2 separate regions of the Arachis hypogaea genome follow, and region 1 is linked to region 2. The links are chromatin contacts, called in public Hi-C maps. All regions are on one chromosome and are shown on one strand. The core of a region is the stretch at or near the end of the contact, and the rest is flanking DNA. Distances in the headings are between cores, read along the strand shown. Region 1 holds the start of LOC112796199 (dihydroceramide fatty acyl 2-hydroxylase FAH1). Region 2 has its middle 12 kb from the start of LOC112794194.

The links. A called contact is a pair of places that touch in the nucleus more often than the background predicts.
Region 1: a Hi-C map of leaf shows a contact between it and region 2, with 1.8 times the contacts expected there. The contact joins the promoter of LOC112796199 here to the enhancer-like site in region 2. A contact is called at or near these places in 2 of 8 Hi-C or Micro-C datasets (leaf and an unstated tissue).

The regions. Positions count from the first base shown.
Region 1 is chr4:9,960,593-9,967,798 of arahy.Tifrunner.gnm2.J5K5, reverse strand. LOC112796199 (dihydroceramide fatty acyl 2-hydroxylase FAH1) reads right to left here and starts at 5,176. Exons shown (of 7, transcript XM_025838547.3): 1 at 4,731-5,176; 2 at 3,668-3,731; 3 at 3,406-3,498; 4 at 2,160-2,356; 5 at 1,942-2,047; 6 at 1,581-1,727; 7 at 575-1,052. The coding sequence starts at 3,718. The coding sequence ends at 933.
Region 2 is chr4:9,891,312-9,898,070 of arahy.Tifrunner.gnm2.J5K5, reverse strand. No RefSeq gene overlaps it. Among protein-coding and RNA genes, the nearest start is that of LOC112794194, 12 kb to the left of the region's middle. Within about 2 kb of position 2,615, at least 3 of the 3 cell types and tissues checked have open chromatin away from gene starts, as enhancers often do.

The DNA.
Region 1 (7,206 bases), core at 3,927-6,426, 67 kb before region 2:
ATCTGTTATGTGATATATTTAATATTATGGATCTTTTATATTTATTTTAACAGTACTGCTAACCCATTAAGTCAGACCCAAGACATATATGTTATATTGTTATCCCATTTAAGAGTATTAATATTGTTTGTAATTTCTATTTGTCAAGTATTGTTATCCCCTATAAGAGTATTTTACTATTATACACCTATTAAAAAGAGTAGAAAGTGTGCGATTAAATTGTAATTGAAGCCATAAACATGGCGAAAATCCTGAAGAACCGTGAAAATTCCACGGTTCCCATTCATTAATTAGGTATTCTGAATTATCTATACCATGCAGCCATGCTCATTAACCATATAATTACTGACAGGGTGAGTAAGACATTTATTATCAGACCTCGTTAGAATTAGAGATTTGATTTTATATTCGAACTGTATGCTTAAAAAAAAGTGTAGTGCAGCCTGCATATAAACATTCCCCTTTCATTGGATACTCATAATTAGTTATTATAAAAGATTGGTTTAATTTATGGAAAAAGAAAAACCGGCCACATAAAGCTTTTAAATTGGTTTAATTTTTTGGCACAAAGCAATTTTTACATAACCTGAATCCTTATCTTTATTAGTAATAATATTTATCTGGAGTTGAGAATCATGAACATGGAATGGAACAAATTGACACTGGAGTAAAGATGTGAACTGAAAGGAATATGCACAATCAGGCGACATTTTTACCATAAATCTAATACAATAATCTTTTTTTAGCAGAATGTTCAATTGTAGAACTTTGCACTTGCACCACAAAATTGACAAAATGATGGCACGCCAGCTCCCCCAGGAATATCCACTGGGGTGCAAAATAAATTAGACCCAAAAAAAAAATTAATAAAAGCAGATCATCTGAATTTGCTATTATCTTAACCAATGAATATATGCTCCACCCTTGGTAATTTACATACTTTTGGCACCCTCTTTCGTTGGAGGAAGTGTCCCAAAAACACTATCCCATAGTGACGAAGTAATCCCAAAGCCTTTGTTCTGGATCCGAAAGTGATGATTCAAGTGGTACCTCTGCAGAATAACGAAGGAAAATACCATGATTTGGATTTTATGGCTACAAGCTGAAAAGTATAGCAGAAAAATGAAAAATAAATACTACATTGAAAGACATGCAATTAAATCTTCCCTATAAATGTGGACTTAAATCCATTTAATGTCTTTTGAAAAATGTCAATGTGAAGTTTAGGAAAACAATGACACAAACAACACCTATGCAGGATTTGTAGGCCCCAACAGACATAGATAGACACAGCATTGTAGGTAACTGAGAATAGGAAGATCCAAATCACTTGACAAGAACCGCATAGTGGCCCATAGCAAAGAGTCATGTAAGTATCAATATTAAAAAAATAATAATAAATACTCATAATTCAAAAAAGACCAATTTTGGTCAGCTCATATATACAATAATCCAAACAACTATTTTCTTTTTCAGTAGTGGTTTATCCTAGGACGATATGATTTGCATAGCAGCATAATGAAGCAATGAATGCTAAATTAATTGTCATCCACAGTCAAAGGACAAGGGCGGTGTTTTACCTTGAGATTTCGGGGTACTTCAGTTTTTGGCTGACCATGATGCACGTAATAATGGGTGCAATCATACATCACATAACCCAATAAACCACCTCCAAACAAAGCAGGACCAACTACAGGGGTGGATAAGAGCTTAACCAAGTTCCAGAACTGATGAACACGGCAAAACAAAAAATACTAACATCACTTCATAGAACCTTAAATCATGGATCTAAAAAGATTTAGCTTTATTTTGAAAATGGCCAGAAATCTTTTTGACAGGAGGAACTTGTAGCTAATTCAAGAAACATAACATGATTGCCAAAATCTTTTTCTCCATAAATGATGTGAAAAAGCAGTACATAATATGGCAGGAAGGAGATACCGGAAACAATAATATTGCTGTTGCAGCTGGGGGAAAAACAAGCCTCAAGCCGTCCATGGGATGCTTATGGTGGCAGCCATGGAGAAGATAATGCAGTGTGTTCCACCTAGATCGACATTCAAAAAGTGGAAATAAACAGTCAGTGTTGGTCATGCCAATAAATAGATATCAGTAAAGAACACTACAAGCAAACATTAACACAGAAAGAAAGAACTAACCAATAGGTCTTTGTTTCAATGTGGAAAAGAAATCGGTGCAATGAGTATTCAAGCAATGTCCAAATCAAAATGCCAATAACCACGAACAGAGCTACACGAGGACAACTGAGTCCCAATTGTACAGAGTTATGAATAAACCAACATACAACTGGCAGCCAAATAACTGGTACAGCCCACCAGACTGTGCGTGTCAAGAACTGTTCCAAGTAGTAACAAGTCAACAATCAGGTGAATTTTTCTACATGTATAATCGGAAAATAAAATTAAATCTACATTTAATTTATAATGCAGTTCATGCAAGTAGGATTGTCTTAAATTCTGTTGCAACCTGCCAATCAAGCAGAGAGGAAAATTCTACTCTAAGACCAGCTATGCTCTATCACAATCTATGATACACGGACACGAGACACGACATGACACGGGACATACGGACACACAAATTTGGAATTCTTATAATGCATGGGGACATGATATATATATATAAAATATAAAGTATTTTTTAGATAAATTATAATGATATTTTGATATTTTATTGATATTAAAATATAAATTAATTTTTTAATTATTTTTAATGTCTTTTTTTAATTATATAAAATATTTAAAATATTTTTTGTTTTAATAATTTATTATATATACTATTTCTAAACTCATTTCAATAATTCATGTTAAGAATAAAATTGGACATGCTGACACGTGATGGTATTTAGGGGTGTCCAAGCGTGTCCAGAAAAGAATTTTTTATTTTTTATTAAAACATGGTTAGACACAGAAGACGTGTGTCGGACGAGTGTCGATGAATGTCGTGTCTGAAATGTGTCCGACACGCAGACAAGGCAAATCAGAGAAGTGTATGTGCTTCATAGATCACAATAAATGTTGGGCAGTGATAATGAAGCATCAACAAGAACAAAACAATAAGTTTAACTGAGACAGGAGTGCCGCGGGGGACAACTAGAAAACCAGAAATACAAGAAAGTATATGATCAAGGGTTAATATGTCATGCAGCAACTTAGAGTACCAACTAATGAGGACAAGATGATAGAAGGTAGTAAACTAAGCAAACTAGACTAGTTGCTCAACAAAATAAAAAATTAGGGGAAACTGCTGAAAAAGACCTCATCCAAATGAACTCACTAGAACTTGGTTTTCATAGAGCCAATGCCCAATGATAAAAATTGGTCCATTTAGCTAACGTCGCCTACTGAGGCAAGACTCAATTGCTGTAGTTATAGTTAAAGAATATACCTCAAGAACATCATTTTCAAAGAACCGAGGGCCTTCCTTGCTAACAATTGGCTGGTGAACCCACTCTTGATAAGCTTCTCCAAGATGTCCAACCTGCAGAGTATCAAAATTCAGAAAGGATTAGTTGAAAAGTTTGTAAACTATTTTAACGTTATATCATCCTAAGTTCATACAAAAACAGAAATCAAACCTATACAACAATTGAAGTCTGACAAGGCAGAACATATAAGAAAGATGTGAGGGATAGGCCTTGTGCCTGTACCTGGAAAACAAGGGGCTTATTCAAATCAACAACAAAGTTCTGTGCAACCATCTTGGGATTGAAGCTGGACACAAGGAGGAAAAGGTGTCAGCTGGAAATAAGGTTAATTTTTTGGGGGGAAAAAAACCCTTAAAATTACAAACGCATAAGTAATAGGAAGCACACAGATGGGTTAAAAACCAGTGACACATATTAGTTTATGTTACCTTGATTGTTAGGTATTGATTTTGACCTTATTATTTGACAGGTTGTTTCTGACCTTAACTATATATAAAGAAAAGGTTAGGAAGAGAATTTGCCAATTAAGTTTGAAAAAACAGTTGCCAGGTCATAAATTACAAGTTCCAAATTTTGCATGTCAAAAACAGGGTGGAAAAGCAACCAAAAAAAAAAATTAAAAATCAATGATTTTCGTGTGTTATACTGCAAAACAATTAAGCATTCAGAGCTTAACTAGTGTTTTCACCAATCTTAGTTGCAAGCAAACTGAAATGATTAGGCGCATCACATTTTTGCGAAATAGATACAAAAACCAAACATTCCATTCCCACGACACCCCCCTCCCCCAATAGGCATCACAATTGCACAAAAAGGACCTTAGTCGTTTTCGTCCAACCAAAATTGCGAAACTCCTCAGCAGCATCAACATCAAACAAAATTGAAAAATAAAGAAAGCAAAGATTTCACATTCAAACAACAGGCCCGAAACATCACCAGCATTTAAAACCCGGGAATCAAAATTACATTTAAAAAATAAAATTTTTAAGCAAAAACTTTTCTGTTTATCTTTTCTTTTCCATTTCTCTAACCGTCATCATTATCTTGTAGTACGGACAGCTTCAGATAAAGAAATCCCCCAAAGTTGAAATAATAGAAAGCTAAGCTCAAATCCAGAAACAGATCCACAACGAGAACAAATTGACACCTAAATTACAAATCCAAACTTAAACTACCGAGAAACCTAGCACTTAACCAAAATGCAGTGAAACAGAAATTTGCAACGATGGAGCAATACTCGAAGCTTAGATCTATAGAATTTAAAGTGAATCTCAGAGGAACGAACCTGATAGAAGACAATGCAATGCGGTTGTGATTGAAGTGAAGTGAGAGACGTAAGGTATCTCCCGAGAGCGAAGAAGAGCCACGCCGGGAAGAAACTCACGTTTCACTTCAGCGTAGCTTCTACCTTGAAGTTCCACTTATTATTGAGCTGTTTTGTGTTGTGTGTTAATTTAACGATTTGATGATAATAAAAGAATGAGAGAGCAGAGAGCTTAGAGAAGGGAGAAAGAACTTGGGGTTGGGGGAGTGATGGTGAAATTTGAGTGGGGGCGGAGGGGTGAGTGAATCTGGACCGTTGGTTTGCGAGGGGGAATCAATGAATGAACGCAGAGATTAAGAGAATAATGGTATCTACTATCTAGGCGTTAACAGGCTGGCAGAATGGAAGGGGGTCACGTGAGTGTGGGTGGGAGTGGGGGTAGGAGAGAAAAAAATAGAGAGAATCGCGTTTTGGAACGGCAGTTACGGCTACGCCCTTTTGTGGACGTGGGGTCAGGCGAATCTCCAGAGCACAGTGTAGAGTTAAGACGACGTGACGTCAGGATTTTTTTTATATAAAGTGAGTGCATGTGCATCCACATAGAAGGGGGCTGGAAGTGGAGGATGAAGCCATGTGTGTGTGCTGTGTGCTATACTGTCCAAAAGGGTGTTTTTTATTGTTAGTTTGTTACAGAATAATGAAAATATGCACACGTAAATATATGGATATTAACTATTAAGACATTAAGAACAAGAAATGAGGATATTTTTGAGTAAAGTAGTCGTTTTTGTGACTAATGGAGTAAGATTTAAAGTTGTTCTTAATGTTTGAATTGTTTTATATTTAACGTTTTAAAATTAATTTAACGTTGTTTTGCTGTTAGAAATTTGTTAACGAAATTGATGATGGGATAAAATTGAGACGATTTTAAAATATTAAGACTTAAATAGGACGAAAATATTAGGGACAAAAATGATACATAGAAATACCTTTTAATTTTATTCTTCACTAATATCAATTTTTTACTGTACATAGTAATTTAATTATTTTTTAATCACATTTAAATAAATTACACTTAATCACATAATTTTTTTTATAATTTTACTTTTAAAAATTTTTACTCGTAATAAAATGTTTGTAAAATGACTAGAATCGTATTATTTTATTGTATATGTATCATTTTTCCCCACAAATTTATGTACTAGTTATTTTATAAACATTTTATGATGAGTAAAAATTTTTAGAAGTAAAATTATAAAAAAATAAATTTATTTAGAATACAATTAAAGTAATTAATTGTAATTTACTTGTGATTAAAAAATAATTGAATAATTATGTACCATAAAAAATTGATGTTATTGAAAGATAAAATTAAAATTTATTTTTATGTATCGTTTTTGTCCCAAACGTTCGTCCTATTTAAGTTCCTAGCATTTCAAAATCGTTTTAATTTTGTTCCGCCGTCAATTCTATTTCTAACGGCAAGACAATAGTGAGTCAATTTTAAAACGTTAAGGACTTAAATAAGACGATTCAAACGTAAAAAACAACTTTAAAACTTATTCCAAATGTTGAGAACAAAAACAATACTTTACTTAAATATTATTTATCAAAACTTAATTTTATCTCTAAAAAAAATTGTTGGTGATCAATACAATAAGCTAAGGTTAGAAAGTAAAATTTTAAAAATGGTCTCATATATAATATTTGTATCTTTAACTTTTTTATAAGCCACTAAATATATGTACTTTGTTTTTTGTTGTGTGTTAATATATTCTTTTAAAATTTGTTTCTTACAAATAAATAACAGACATATATTATCGTTTTTATGTCTCTGATAACCATAAACAACAACTAAACAAAGATATAAAGATGATACACAAATTTTATATTATGTATAGTGATGATATACAAAAATAACTGTGTAATTTTAATTCAGATATTAATTTTATTTTCAAATTAAAATTACCTCAACACCTCCACTGTTATCATCATCCATCGATTTTTACCACCACCACCGTTACTTATTTTTCAACTTGATCTCAAACTACAAATTATTTAAATCAATAATTTTAATTTAATTATAAATTAAATAACAAAAGTATTATATATATTTTAAAATTAATCATCAAAATTAATTATTATATATTTTTATATAAAAATATGTTAGTTAATTTATTTTTAATACGTATTAATATTTTATGTTGATTTTATTGATTGATTTTAATAATATATATTTAATATAATTGATTAAATAATTTCAAATTAAAAATTGAAATAATCTTTTCCTAAAAAAAACAACGACAATAACAATAAAAATGTAAAGAAGAGAAAGGTGAAGTAGTGGAGGCAATAATACTTCTAATATTCATTTTTTTATTATGAATTTTTATTCGACATAGTTATAAAGGAAATTATTAAACAAAGACAGGAGATGAAATACATAGATTTTAACAACTCAAAAAACCAAACTCATATAATCAGAAATATGAAGTGA
Region 2 (6,759 bases), core at 1,366-3,865:
TTTTATTAAGTTAGAAATTATTGAATTTATATATTTAAAATTATTTTTAGGTTTTTTAATAATTTTATTCAATATTTAATTAAACCGGATGAACTCCAGTTAAATTCTAATCGAATCAGTAAATCATTGAACCAATAACCTCATCGGTTTATTAATCGGTCCGGTTCTCGCAACCTTGATAAAAACACACGTATCACCCCAAGTATTGCACAAAGAAAAGAAGAGCTAATCTCTACTCAACGAAAAATGAACAGGTTTTTGGTTAAGCTTGGTTGCTTTGTTGTCCTCCTCTTGGTTTTTGCTTCAGGTAATTTTTCTAACTTCATATAACTCGTCTATACTTGTAGGAAATATGATTTTGTAGTAGCTTTTGTGATATTCCTAATTTCTTTTTTCTAATTTTCCCTGTAATAAAAGATATAATTGCTCCGATCCAGCGAAAAGTAAAGATTTAAAAACTGCTCCTTAATTTTTTTATTTTTTATTTACATAACTGATCCTTATTCCTTCATGCTTCTTTCTTTCTTCTATTTAAAAGCAATATAATTTTTAAAATTTCAACCAACAATTGAAATCAAAATAAAAAAAATAATTTAGTGTAACTTTACAAAATTAAAGTAATTATTACAGAAAAATCTTTTATTGATATACGATGATAGTATCACATCAAAACTTCGTTTCCCAAATATCCACAAGCACGCAATATTCCGTTGAATTCATTAACTTTATTGTTAGTTACTTAACTTCCTTTGTGAATGAATTATTTTGTCTCGAAGATGGATGAAATTATTCTAATTACCTGTTAACAAAAAATATCTATCCATTATTTATTAGACTCGTTTATTTTTGAGAATATGATAAAATAAGATAATAAAAAAATCAAAGAAATAAAATTTAGTATTTTTATAAAAAAATTATAAAAATATAATTTATTTTTATTTTTTTATTTAAAATTTTTTTAAAAATATATAATAATAAAAAATATAATTATAAAAATTAAAGAAAATAATAAAAAATAAAAATAAATTGTGTTTTTATGTCTTTTTTATTAGAATAGACAAAAAATATACTAATTTAATATTTTTAAATACAATATTTTTATTATATACCATCTATCAAATACGATTTTATATTTTAATGTCTTTATTTTAATGTCCTATCCTCTAAACAGCCTTATTTATTACTTTAAAACAGTTAGTTATCTATATTTATTACACAGATATCGAAAATTCCTATTTATTGATTCCTATCCGGCTATTCCCCTTTTCCAGAAATTAAAATATCTTTTATGTCTTATTCTCAATATCTTATCTTGTCTTATTCTCGAAATCAAATAAAACATAAGAGATAATATGTGCAGCAAGAAAGAACTGATCAAGACAGTAAGATATTTGTTCTGTTTTTAACTAAATATTTCATTACATTTTCCTTAATAGAAGAATACTCAATATGTGAAGAAAGAGACATAAATTTTTATGTTTTTATATTTTATTTGGTGATAAACTAAAACAAATTATGAGAATTTAATTTATTCTTAGTTTTTTTATTCAAAAAATTTGAGACAAAAAATATAATAATAGAAAATATAATTATAAAAAATTAACAAAAATAATAAAAAAATTAAAAATAAATTATATCTTTTGTTAGTGTTTTTGTGTTGTTCCTGTTAGAATGGATATAAAATACATTAATTTGATGTCTCTGAATATATTGTTTTTATTCATATTTTCTCTATCAAATATAATTTTATATTTTTATATTTTTATATCAATATCTTATCTCTGTAAATAAATGCAGCCTTAGAGTTTATATTGAAGTTAAGTACTTTTTTATTATTATGAATTATTCAACCGCTATAGGATTATTTATATAACCCGCTATTATATTTAATGAAAAAATGGAATATATTTCAGGTCTAAAAGCTGAATCAGAACATCCAAACGCAGAAACAAAGTTGATTCAACCATCATGCACACCTAACAGGCAGTGTGGTGACTGTTTATGTGTCAACGGTTTCTGTGATTGTAAATCTGACTTCAAAAGAAAAGGTTAGTAATAACTAATAACTAATAAGCAGGGTTCAATTTTATTAGGCAGCATTAAGCTAGGAGTTTTTTTTATCAGTTGCAACTGTTGAGATTTAAATTTGAGATCTCTAAGTGAAGAAAGAGAGATTATATCATTTTAATTATAGTTTGTGGATAGTTAATATGTTTTAATTGATATTTAAACATTAAAGATAAGAGATACAAGCCAATGAGTTATAACTCAAATGACGTATTCTTTTCATATTCACTTAAGAAATTGCGAGTTCGAATCTTCTTATCTTTAGTAAAAAAAATAAAGATAAGAGATAAAAAAAGAAATTAATTTATGTTTTTGTTGGATCACTAAATACTAATCTAGTTCAATAAAACAATAACAAATTTGAATTGGTACAAGGACTTTCAGAATGTGTGTAAGCCCAAAATCAGGCCCATGATACACCAATTGTAAGAGTCGTTAGAATACATTTCCTGGTCTAACAAAAACAAAAGAATACAATTCCTAGGCCTCGAAAAGACCTTGTTTTTGTTCATTCTTCATTATTCTCATTCCCTCTCAAATGTAGTATGCCATCTATCATACAGGCAAATAGTTTTGACATGAACCTAGGTTTCCACTTTGTTGATAAACCATGTACAGGTCTAACGGAAATCATCCTTTTTTTTTTCCTACGGTATTCTAAAATTCGGTAGGTTAAAAATTAATCTGTTGTCAGAGTTTTATTTAAGAGTTTGTCGTTGGCCAATAGCTTGCTGCATACACAAGGCGGAATTTAAACTTCCGACATTTAGTTAACCGAACTAGTGAGTTAACCACTAGACTAACTCAACTTAATTAAATAAAATCATCTTTGATGATGTGAGAGGGGTCCTCTTGCCCTCCATAGTATCGAGTATGTAATTTTGAGCTCCGCCGGTCCCATTTACTTACAAAAAAAAAAAAAATATCATATATTATGCAAATGCGTAAAAAAAAAAATGACAAAGGAGGGTGTTTTGTGTGATATATCATATAATCCATCCAAGAACATTATTGAATATTGATTAAGTAATCCTGTCTAATATTAACCACAAAATAAAATAAAAACATTTTAAAAGAAGAAAAGGTAATTATTTATTTTAGAAAAAAAAGGGGCTAATTAAGTATCATGGAAAGGATAATGTGAATTCTATATTTTACTTTTCAATGGGGAATAAACAATAAAGTAAAAAAGAAAGATATTACACACGTTCTCTATAAATAATTAAATATAGTAAAAGTCTCTTCTTTTTATCTAATTGTACTCTTAAAAAAGATCTTTTACGGAAAATGCATGTTTTTCAGGGATGAATTACAGTTGGATATGCATTGTAAGCATGATTCCGATTGCCATGGCGGCCCCTGCTGCTGGCTCCGTTGCATAAACTTAAGATGTCGATGTGTAGAATTCCATTGACCATGTTGTTCTATTTGCTGGCATTGCTCTTTGTTATTAAGGGAGAAAAAATAAATAAATAAATAAATGTTATATAGCCAGTTTTCTGAGTAAGAATTCTGCAAATAATCTACCGTTAATTAATAAAAATAATATTTTGCTCAATATAATTTATATGCGTATTTGGCCTTTATCTATTATTTAAGATAACAACAGTACCATGGTTATAAAAATAATTTAACATAAGATTTTTCATAATACGATGTTTATTACTTTACCGCCCTTTGTTATTACTACTATACATATCATTATTCTTGTTAAATAATAGTGAAAAAAAAAAGTGTATTAAGATGGTGTTAAAATTAATAATGATGGGATATGACATGACATTGGAATAAACATTAAATTATTGGTACCACTTCCAGACTACTCGCTGCCATACACATATTTTGCCTGGAATTAGAGACACTTTAATGGGTTGGTACATATCATTGTCTTCCCCGATTCAGTGTAAGGAGGCTAGTTTGAGAGTGGTATGTAAACATTAGCATTTAGCACCACAAAAAAAAAGTATTATTACATTGTCCTCCATAAATTAAACAAAGGCACTTCACTTATTATTATCATTATTGAAGCTCCTTATCCGTTCCAATAAATATACATATATATTCCCAACACACCAGGCAGCTGGCTCTTAAGAGGACTCACCTACTAGGCTACTACTACTATTGTTCCTTTATCGTTATTCATGAGTATGACCACTTATTATATATTGCCATCATTTTTATTATGAGGAAGTATAGAAATTTAACGGAGTATCTATATAATGTGTATAATTGGGGTATAGGAATGTTTGATTTAGTAGAATATCAGATATTTATTATTTCTAGTATTTGGATGGTTATTTTGGATAGTATAAGTGTATTATGTTTGATAAATTAGTAATATTTTATTCTGAATATTCATTTTTTAATTTATATTGAACCAAATAAATAACTTATTGTATATATTGTATAAATATTTTATTGGCTTCCTAACGAGATTCTTTTATTATAAGCTATCAAATGCCGACACAATTTATAATGAAATGGATATTGTTTTTATGTGAATTTATTTGTTGATGTATAACTTGTTCAGATGAAATTAAATTTACTCTATCTTTGATGGATGGAGTATATTTTGACAAAAAAAAAAAACATATAACAAAAGAAGAAGAGGAGGAAAAAAAAGTAAATAAAAAAGAAAATAATGCATGTAAGGAAAAAAGCACGCACGCAGAGACTTAGAATGATTTATCAATTACAAACGACTTATAACGGTTAGATATAAGATGCATTTAACTTTTAAAATGATAGAGCTGGAAACTATATATATCACAGGAGCCCTCCTCTTTAGTACTAATAAAACTGTGAAAAAATAAAAAATAAATAAATAATATTATATTTTGTATTTTTTATTAATAAATTATAAAGGTAAAAGCTATATAGAGAGAGAACCCATTGTTTATAAAAAATAAGAATAAATAAAGATAAGAAACAAATAAAAATAAGATAAAATAAAATAATAAATACTAAAATTGTAGTAGAATTTATATATTATGTTGGGCTAAATTTATGGGCTCGTGTGAGACTTCTTTGTTATTATCATGGACTAATGCGAAAGAATGGTTTAATGCGTTCCCGCAAGTTAGTGGATAGAAGATGTCAATAATCCACAGTTTGGATAAGTTCTGATGAAATGATTGTGGAAGACATGTGCGGTGGAATTACGCCTGCCGGTGGCAGAAACAGAGAAGGAGATGTTGCGCTTGAGGGCCAGAGAGCAAGCAGCGATCTTCAGAGAGCACGTGGAGGCGCGTGCGACACAGAGGAAGATAAGGAAAGAGAGAGGTGTGGCGGAGTTAGGCTGTCAGCGGCAGAAACTGAGAAGGAGATGTTGCACTTGAGGGAGAGAGAGTAAGCAGCGGTCTTCAGAGAGCGCATGGAGGCGCGTGCGACACAAAGCAAGATAAGGACAGAAAGAGGCGTGGCGGAGCTAGGGCCGCCAACAGCAGAATCAGAGAAGGAGATGCTGCGCTTGAGAGAGAGAGAGAGCAAGCATCGATCTTCAAAGAGCGCGGAGGCGCATGCAACGCAGACGAAGATAAGGAAAGAAGAGGCGCGACGGAGCTAGGGTTGCCGGAAGACAGCGCAGATGGAACAGCCGAAAGGAATCGCAGACGGGACTTCCAGAAGAAAGCGCAGACAAGACTGCCGGAAGGAAGCGCAGACGGAACTATCGGAAGAAAGCACGGACAGAACTGCTGGAAGAAAGCATAGATGGAACTACCGAAAAGAAACACATATAGAACTACAAAAAGAAGCGCAAACGGAACTACCAAAACTGTCAGAAAGAAGCACATACAGAACTGTCAAAAAGATTGCGAACTGTCCGAAAACTGCCGAAAAGATGGTAAAATGTCGGAGGATGATGAACTACCAGAAGGTGACAAAAAAATATGGTTTCTCCATGAGAATAGGTAAGTAGTGGATGACAGTGATGTTTGATTTATTAAACTCGGAAAGACACAAGACAGAAATGATAGGCTAATCGGTGAGGTGAAAAAAAAAACATCAAAGTAGTGAGAAAAGACAAGGAAAAATGATGACACAGAGAAAAAGATTATTTATGGAGAAGAACACAGTGCTCTAACCGAAACCAAAATAAGCTACCACCTTCAAGGAGGATCATGGCCGTAATACCATAATAAAACTATGAAAGAATAAGAAAAAAATATGAAGAATGTTGTATTTGTATTTCTTGATTGATAAATTATAAAGATAAAAGCTAAAAATATAGAGTGCATTGCTTATTAAAGATAAGAACAAATAAAGATAATATAATAAATAAAGATAAGATAACAAATAAAAATAAGATAAGATAAAACAATAAAGACTAAAATTAAGGCATAATTTATATATTATGTTGGACTGAATTATAGACTCATGTAAGACTTTTTTGTTATTATCATGGACTAATGTAAAAGAGTGGTTTAATAAGTACATGTATTACCTTAGTATTATAACATGAATAGTTCTATCAAAAAAGAAAGCGGTAAATACTAAATCGGTATTTGAAAGATTCTAGCGCTGATAAAATAGTATCTGACTTTTGTTATTGACAAAATAGTCCCTGAAAATTTTAAAATTTGACAAAATTACCCAACCATGAAAAGATAACGTCACAGTGAACAGAAAATGCTGATATGGTCATTGGAAGAGAGCTCCAACGATGGCAAAGAGCTCCGGCGATGTTTCTGG